Linked DNA regions of Podarcis muralis: region 1 is linked to region 2. The links are chromatin contacts, called in public Hi-C maps. All regions are on one chromosome and are shown on one strand. Each heading gives the region's core, a stretch centred on a gene start, on an enhancer-like site or on the middle of the called end of the contact. The rest is flanking DNA. Distances are from core to core; before and after follow the strand shown. Region 1 holds the start of LOC114594173. Region 2 holds the start of PEX7 (peroxisomal biogenesis factor 7).

Region 1 (3,502 bases), core at 737-3,236, 230 kb after region 2:
CTTCTATTAAGCCAAATTTCATCCTTACTTCCTGGCCACTGCCTCCAATCATAGAATATTAGAATTGTAGAGTTGGAAGGAACTACAAGAATTATCTAGCCCAACCCCCTGCAATGCAGGAACCTTTTGCCCAACATTGGACTCGAACTCACAGCCCTGAGATTAAGAGTCTCATAGCTCTACCGACTGAGCTATCACAATCAGTACATAAAATCCTACATAAAATAAATATAAATACCACATGGTGCAAATATTCAATTTATTCCAAAGGCCTGAATGCATAAATGCCCTTCAAGTGGCAACAAATTGACAATACTGAGGGGGGCAGTCATTTCAACAATGGGAGGTAGTTCCACAATTGTGGTGCTGTCACAGAGAAGGTCCTGCTCCCCATATGGGCAACATTTTCAGCAGCACAGCAAGCAGGGATGTGCTTGATCGAAAACTTGGGTTTTGACTCAAGAAAATCACCATTTTATAGTTCAAAATGGGAAAAATACAGTAAATGGACAAAAGTACAGAGGTTCAAAAAATGTTTAGGGGACCCCTGCGTCCCCCCAGAAAAAAACACATACTATACTATACTATACCGAAATTGCTTATACTTATACTAAGTGATATATAACGATAGCAGCATGAGTGAAGAGTGCCACCTATTGATATGTTCTGTCCTTAGAGTCATAAAGTATACAATACGGCTTCTTTCCCTACCTATTCAATTTTGTAAAGACCCACAATGTACAAGCGATAGATGACAGAAGCTGCTTTATTTCTTTCGTAAATTGTTGCTTATAAGGTATTTACAAGAGGTGTGCTTTGGCTCTCTGTGAAGCCTAAATGACAATGTGAAATGAGGGATTTGGACAGTTTGTACATGCCCAGGTCAGATTGTGCTGTTAATAAGGTGTCTCATGTTGAATCAGGGATACTCTAAAGTCCCAAGTCACTCTGTGGACTTAAGTGCTCATATATGGCAAAACCATGCCAGCTAGGCAAACACCATAACCTTGAGTGGGGAAGGAATTGAGAGGTTGGGAGCATCTTTCATTTTGATGGATGGACAGGTCTAGGTTTCAATAACAGTGGATCATTTCCCCAGGACACTCCATGTGAAAACAGATAGGGTCAGTTAGCCAGTTTTAAAACATGGGTTCTATGAAATTGAAATGCTAAGTAATGATGGTTGGGATTGATGGGGATGGAACTGATGATGGCTGGGAAATGAGCGCAGCGTTAGCCCCAAAGGTACAGAAGCTGACTGGATGGCAAGAAACAAGTTGCTGTCTCTCAGTCCAACCTACATTAAATGGATGTTGTGATGCTACAACGCTGTTCTAAAACAACAAGAAGAGTCTTGTGGCACCTTACAGGGTAACAAATTAATTGTGGCATGAATTTAAGATGCCACAGAACTATTCATTCTTTTTGCAGCAACGGACTCAAAAGACTGAAAAATGCCATTCAATACTTTTCCCAAGAAAGAGCACAATAAACTAAAAAGAGAAGTGCAAAGTAGGAGACTGTACAGTATCCTGGATTTGAACCAAGGAACGCAGCTCAATGGCTGGCTTTAAGGCAGTTACACAATTTCCCTGCTAACCCTATGCGCGAACATTTTCCTAAATGAGCAAAATAATGCGAACCCGAAATTATCTGCCCTTATGTTTCCCCCCAAACTATGGCGTAATCCCGCAGCTATTGCAAAACTCTGAAGACTCGAGCAATCGACCCTATTTATTACCCGTGATTTGTTGCGCAGACGATACCTAACAAGAAAAAAAAAGCGCCACAGGGCGCATGCGCCTCAGCAGCATAGGCTTTTCCCTCCCTGTGTCCTTCCAACACAAGGAAAGATCACGTGATCCCGAAGACTTCCTGCCAGGGCAGCTAGCGTCACTCACACCGCCTCGGCCGCTTCTAACCGCCATCTTTCATACGGGTAGCCGGAGACGCCAAGGTAAAGAGGTCATATTTCCTCTCCGCCCTCTCTCCGAGCGGAAGTGATGCCATCGTGCTATTCTAACGTCGCAGAAAGTGGTTTTCTCTCTCTATGGTTGTTCCTTCCTCTCTGTCTCTCTCCCCCGCCACCCCCCATTTCTTTTCCTTCGCCGAGACTGGAAATGGCCGCCGAGCGGTAGAGAGCCGAACGGGAGCTGTCGCTCAGAGAAGGGTGAGCCATAGCCAACGCAGGACTTCGAACGGCCCGAGGAGGGCTGGAGCCAGAGAGGTCTTCTGCCTGCTCGGGTTGTTCCTCGGGCGCCATGGGAGCCGCTCCCTCCAAACGCCCCCCCCCCCACCGCCAGCTTTCGGAGCTCCGGCGCGAGAAGCCTCGTTAAGCGCGCTCGGCAACCCTCCCCCGCCCCCCGCTTCCAGACGCCGTTATTTTTTGAAAAATTCCCTCGAGTTCTTCCCTTCGCAACCCCCCCTCCCTTTTTCTAACTGAAGGCGGGGGAGGGGCTTGGTCTGCCTCACAAGGGCGGGAGGAACTGAGGGGGAGGGGGACTAGAGGCGGCTCCCATCTCCCTCACACACACACACACACAGACTGCGCGCAGCCTCCCTTGTTTGGACCAGGGCCCGTCATCTCTCCCCGTTCCCTCCCGCCTCTTTCCCCCATGGGGCGGGGGGAGGAAACAGGTAGGCCGGAACGAGGCCGGCTGGGCGGGCCCAAGGAGAGCGGCCCGCCTCGCCCTTCGAGAGCGGAGGGGGGGGGGCGTCGCTTTCTGATTAGTCTTTTCCGCGCGACGAGCGGCGCCTGATAACGTTTTGACTTGCCTCCATCTTTCGCCACCCTGACCAATCAGTTGAAGGGCGACGAGGTGTAGCTAGGGGGAAGGAGAGAGTCCTTGGCAGCCTCCCGGCACACTCGCCGCACCGAAGGCCCTAAATGGATGCCTCGAACACGCATGTCGCCATGCACGTGCCTGCCAGGCAGCTGCCCGTAACTGGCTGCAGCTCCCAGTTGAGCACCAGACCTTTTGTTGAGAAAGGCGAAAAGGTTTGCAGAGTAGTCAGTGGATCGTGCCTTCTTCACACAGTGCCAGGACTCTGGGCAAGTCCGCACGATTAAATTTGCTTCCAAATGATGCTCAAGAGTGTTTCGCGGGAGGCCTTATATTGGAGAAAGGGGGTGTATCCTTAAGAATTTCATTACCAACAGATACAAAAAATGACTTATCGCAGTAATTTGCAGTATCTTTCAACTACAGCAGTGTGTGGATATTGCCCCAGGCTCATGCAAATGTGTCCTCTGAGAGCAGCACCTGGAGGTAAAATTTACAGTGTGATCCAGGCCCTTTCAATTCATTTCATGGGATTGAGCTTACCCAAGTCAAAGCAAGAAAAGAGTTGTTAATTATGACTCTTTGCCTCATTCTCCACAGTGAACTTGGTATAATTATTATTTGGCACTTGGGAAGGTGCCTTACACCAAGTCAGCTCATTAGTCTATCTAGCTCAGTAGTGTCTTCACTGACAGGCAGCTGCACTCTGTGGTTTCAGT
Region 2 (3,809 bases), core at 463-2,962:
GTTTTATATATTAAGTCATGCAAGCACATAATTCACCAGGACATTCTTTTGCACAAATCCCATGAAATTAATGCTATTGGTGCAAGATCAGAACCATGTTCTTCATTGGTATGGGATTGGTAAGAAGTGACAGGACACTCAACAGTAGTCTTAGAGATAAATACAAAGCATTTTAAAACCTCAGCTGAACATTACTAGACATCTTAAGCAAGCTTGAATGTCAGGTCCAATGCCACCAAATGGTGATTTAAGAAGACTGACTTACAGGAGTTGCTTTCAGGAAAGCATGCACAGGACTGCAAAACAATTCTATAAAATACCCGGTGTTCAAGTTGTTTTTTTCACTTACACAATCAAACCTATCTAAAGTGTTACAGTCAAGTGTTACAGTTTGGAATGAACCATTTTCTAAAACAAAGAAGATACTAGGGTGGCATATACAGTATATGAAGTTGTCCTTTAGTGCGTATAAGAGGTGATATGCCTGTAAATAACAGTTGCTGGGGAGCACAAGTGGAGAGTGTTCTGCTTATGGGTTTTTCATGGGCATATCGTTGGCTACTGGGTTTTTGGTCTGATCCAGCAGGACTGTTCTTAGGCCCTTATGTTTAAACACTGTTAAGGTTGGTCTTTACATCTAAGTATCAGCCACAAGTACCTCAAAAAAGCACATCCTATGGCAGATCATCAGCAGACAACCATGGAAACAACTGGGATTAGGTATGTGTGTTTTAGTAAACAGTTTTGATACTGCACATAATGGAAGTGCTATTTTAACACTCTTTCCTCCAGCTCAGAATCTTACAAGAAATCCTACAGCACGCTTCTTCCGTTCGGATGCCTTCGATGCACACTTTTTTCCAGTGCTTTTTTTCTGGGGCTATGCATACCCCTAAACATTTGCGAATCTTCGCACTTTTGTCCATTTACTGTATTAATTTTCCCCGATTTCAATTATAAAATGGTGGTTTTTCTTGAGTCCAAATGAGAGTACCCCTAAACATTTTTAAAGAAAAAAAGCACTGCCTTTTTCTACTATGCACTGTGGGAACCTTTCAACGTCGAAGCACGAGCCCGACCAAAAGCGTGCTTACTCCAAAGCAAGCCCCACTGAGCGCATACTCATCTAAAGGCTGCAGCTCTCAAGCCTAGGCGGCAGCAACTAGCGAGCCCCACCGAAATCCGTGGGGCTTTGCTGTCAAGTCAACAAGGCTGGGATCACGCTTGCTTGGAAGGTAATCATGCAAACGGGATGCCGTTCGATTTCTTTTTAGATTACTCTTTTTAAAAGAATTGCTTGCCCGGCAAACCACATCCTTCAACCAACGTCGATGGGCAGGAAGAACCGGGCAGCCTGGAAAACACAACACGGCTTTGCCCCCTCTCCACGCATGCGCACTCTGCTTGCCGCTTCACCTGCAATCCCGTAGTACTGCGAGGCAGCACAGGCCAAGCGCCCGGGCAGGTAAGGCGAGAACTCGACCGCATAGCCGTGACGGCCGGGCAGGCGGAAGGCCTGCGCCCTCGGGGGCTTCGCCGGCGCGGCACCACCACCTCCGCCGCCGCGGCTCATAGCCTCAACCGCGTCGCTCGAGCTATCCCGGGCCGGCTGCGGGAGAGGCGCTGCCGCCTCTCCTTCTCTGTGGGGAGGTCCCGCTCCCGTCGCAGTCGCCCCGCCCAGCTCCGGCCTCCGGAACTGTGGGCAGAAGTCGCCTCCGCCGCCATCATAGGTTTGGGTAAAGAGCGCCGCCTCTCCAGTTTCTGGGGCGGGGCGGTAATGGAGAAGCGCCCTAGGGCTTGCAATAGCAGTAGCCTGCTCGGTGTTTCTTCAACGAGGCTTCCGGTTCCTCGTCGCAGCTCGAGGGACGTTTCCCCCCACGTGCGGGGAAGAAACGTGAAAGACGATAGCGAGCAGAGGTGGGCGCGCTTCATTTCCTTGCCGTGGTTCGAAGCGCCGTTAATCGTGTTCTCTAACCCAGTGCAAAGGAGTGGCCCAATACATTGAGGCAACTGAGGCGAGCCACAAAATGGCGGCCTCCCCCTCCCCACCAGGGATGAAGGGGTGCCTGAAGATCTACATCAGGCAACAAGGAGGGGGACTAAAGACTTACGTCTGGATCTGCCGCCCCTGTGGATTCTGCTGCCCGAGGCAGTTGCCTCACCTTGCCTCATGGAGGGGCTGGCCCTGCCCCTTATCTAAAGGCAGACTAGGTAAAGGTAAAGGGACCCCTGACCATTAGGTCCAGTCGTGGCTGACTGGGGTTGTGGCGCTCATCTCGCTTTATTGGCCGAGGGAGCCGGCATACAGCTTCCGGGTCATGTGGCCAGCATGACTAAGCCGCTTCTGGCAAACCAGAGCAGTGCACGGAAACGCCATTTACCTTCCCGCTGGAGCGGTACCTATTTATCTACTTGCACTTTGACGTGCTTTCGAACTGCTAGGTTGGCAGGAGCAATGGGAGCTCACCCCGTTGCGGGGATTCGAACCGCTGACCTTCTGATCAGCAAGTCCTAGGCTCTGTGGTTTAACCCACAGCGCCACCCGCGTCCCAAAGGCAGACTATAAAAGGCTTAAAAGTATGAGGGTTGGGCAGGGCTTTGGGGCTGTGTAGCTATTGAATTTTAAAATTTATTTCAATTAGAACTATGTTGATCTTTTAGATATAGGTAGGTAGCCGTGCTGGTCTGCCGTAGATGAAACAAAATAAAAAAATTCCTTCCAGTAGCACCTTAGAGACCAACTAAGTTTGCTATTGGTATGAGCTTTCATGTGCATGCACGTGCATGGTATCTGAAGAAGTGTGCATTATCCCAGATTATCCGGAGCTTTGGGCTGGGCTGTCACCAGTATGCTGATGACACTCAGCTCTATCTGCTGATGGATGGCCACACCGACTCGGCCCCGAACACACTGACCAGATGCTTGGAAGCTGTGGCTAGATGGTTTCGTGGGAGCCGAAACTAAATCCTTCAAAGACAGAGGTCCTATGGCTGGGTCGGGATGGCATGGGGATGAGGGACCAACTCCCTTCTCGTGCGGGGGCCCAATTAGTGCCATTGCCTTCCGTTAAGAGTTTGGGTGTAATCCTTGATGCCTCACTTTCCATGGAGGCGCAAGTTACAGCAACAGCCAAGGTGACATTTTTCCACCTTCGCCGCATCAAGCAGTTGGTCCCTTACCTTTCCCGCCCCGACCTGGCCACAGTGATCCATGCGATGGTCATCTCCAGGCTTGACTACTGTAATTCGCTTTACGCGGGGCTGCCCTTGAAGCTGTCCCAGAAACTCCAGCAGGTGCAGAATGCTGCAGCGAGGCTCCTCACGGGGTCTCTGCCATGGGAGCATATTCACCCAGTGCTTTTCAAACTGCACTGGCTCCTGGTAGAGTACAGGGTCAGATTTAAGGTGCTGCTTTTGACCTTTAAAGCCCTTCACGGCCTAGGACCCTCATACCTACGGGACCGCCTCTCCCGGTATGCCCCACGGAGAGCCTCAAGGTTCATAAATAGCAACACCCTAGTGGTCCCGGGCCCTAAGGAAGTTAGATTGGCTTCAACCAGAGTCAGGGCCTTTTCAACTCTGGCTCTGGCCCGGTGGAACACTCTGCCTCATGAGACCAGGGCCCTGCAGGATCTGATTTCTTTCCGCAGGGCCTGTAAGACAGAGTTGTTCCGCCTGGCCTTTGGCTTGGAGCCAATTTGATTCCTTCCCTCTCTTTCTTTTTTCCTTCTCCTGCGTTGAGGCTACATTTTATTTTAATGTTGTAATATTTTAATGTTGTATTTTAATTTTGTTTTTAAGCTGTAATC

The links. A called contact is a pair of places that touch in the nucleus more often than the background predicts.
Region 1: a contact with region 2 is called in a Hi-C map of blood, with 3 times the contacts expected there. The contact joins the promoter of LOC114594173 here to the promoter of PEX7 in region 2. A contact is called at or near these places in 2 of 3 Hi-C or Micro-C datasets (blood and tail).

Annotation. Positions count from the first base shown.
Region 1 is chr3:61,467,312-61,470,813 of rPodMur119.hap1.1, forward strand. LOC114594173 reads right to left here and starts at 1,987. Exons shown (of 15, transcript XM_028723520.2): 1 at 1,902-1,987. The coding sequence starts at 1,928. It overlaps BCLAF1 (BCL2 associated transcription factor 1), which reads left to right and starts at 2,029. Exons shown (of 14, transcript XR_003705899.2): 1 at 2,029-2,170.
Region 2 is chr3:61,242,116-61,245,924 of rPodMur119.hap1.1, forward strand. PEX7 (peroxisomal biogenesis factor 7) reads right to left here and starts at 1,713. Exons shown (of 10, transcript XM_028723530.2): 1 at 1,417-1,713. The coding sequence starts at 1,573.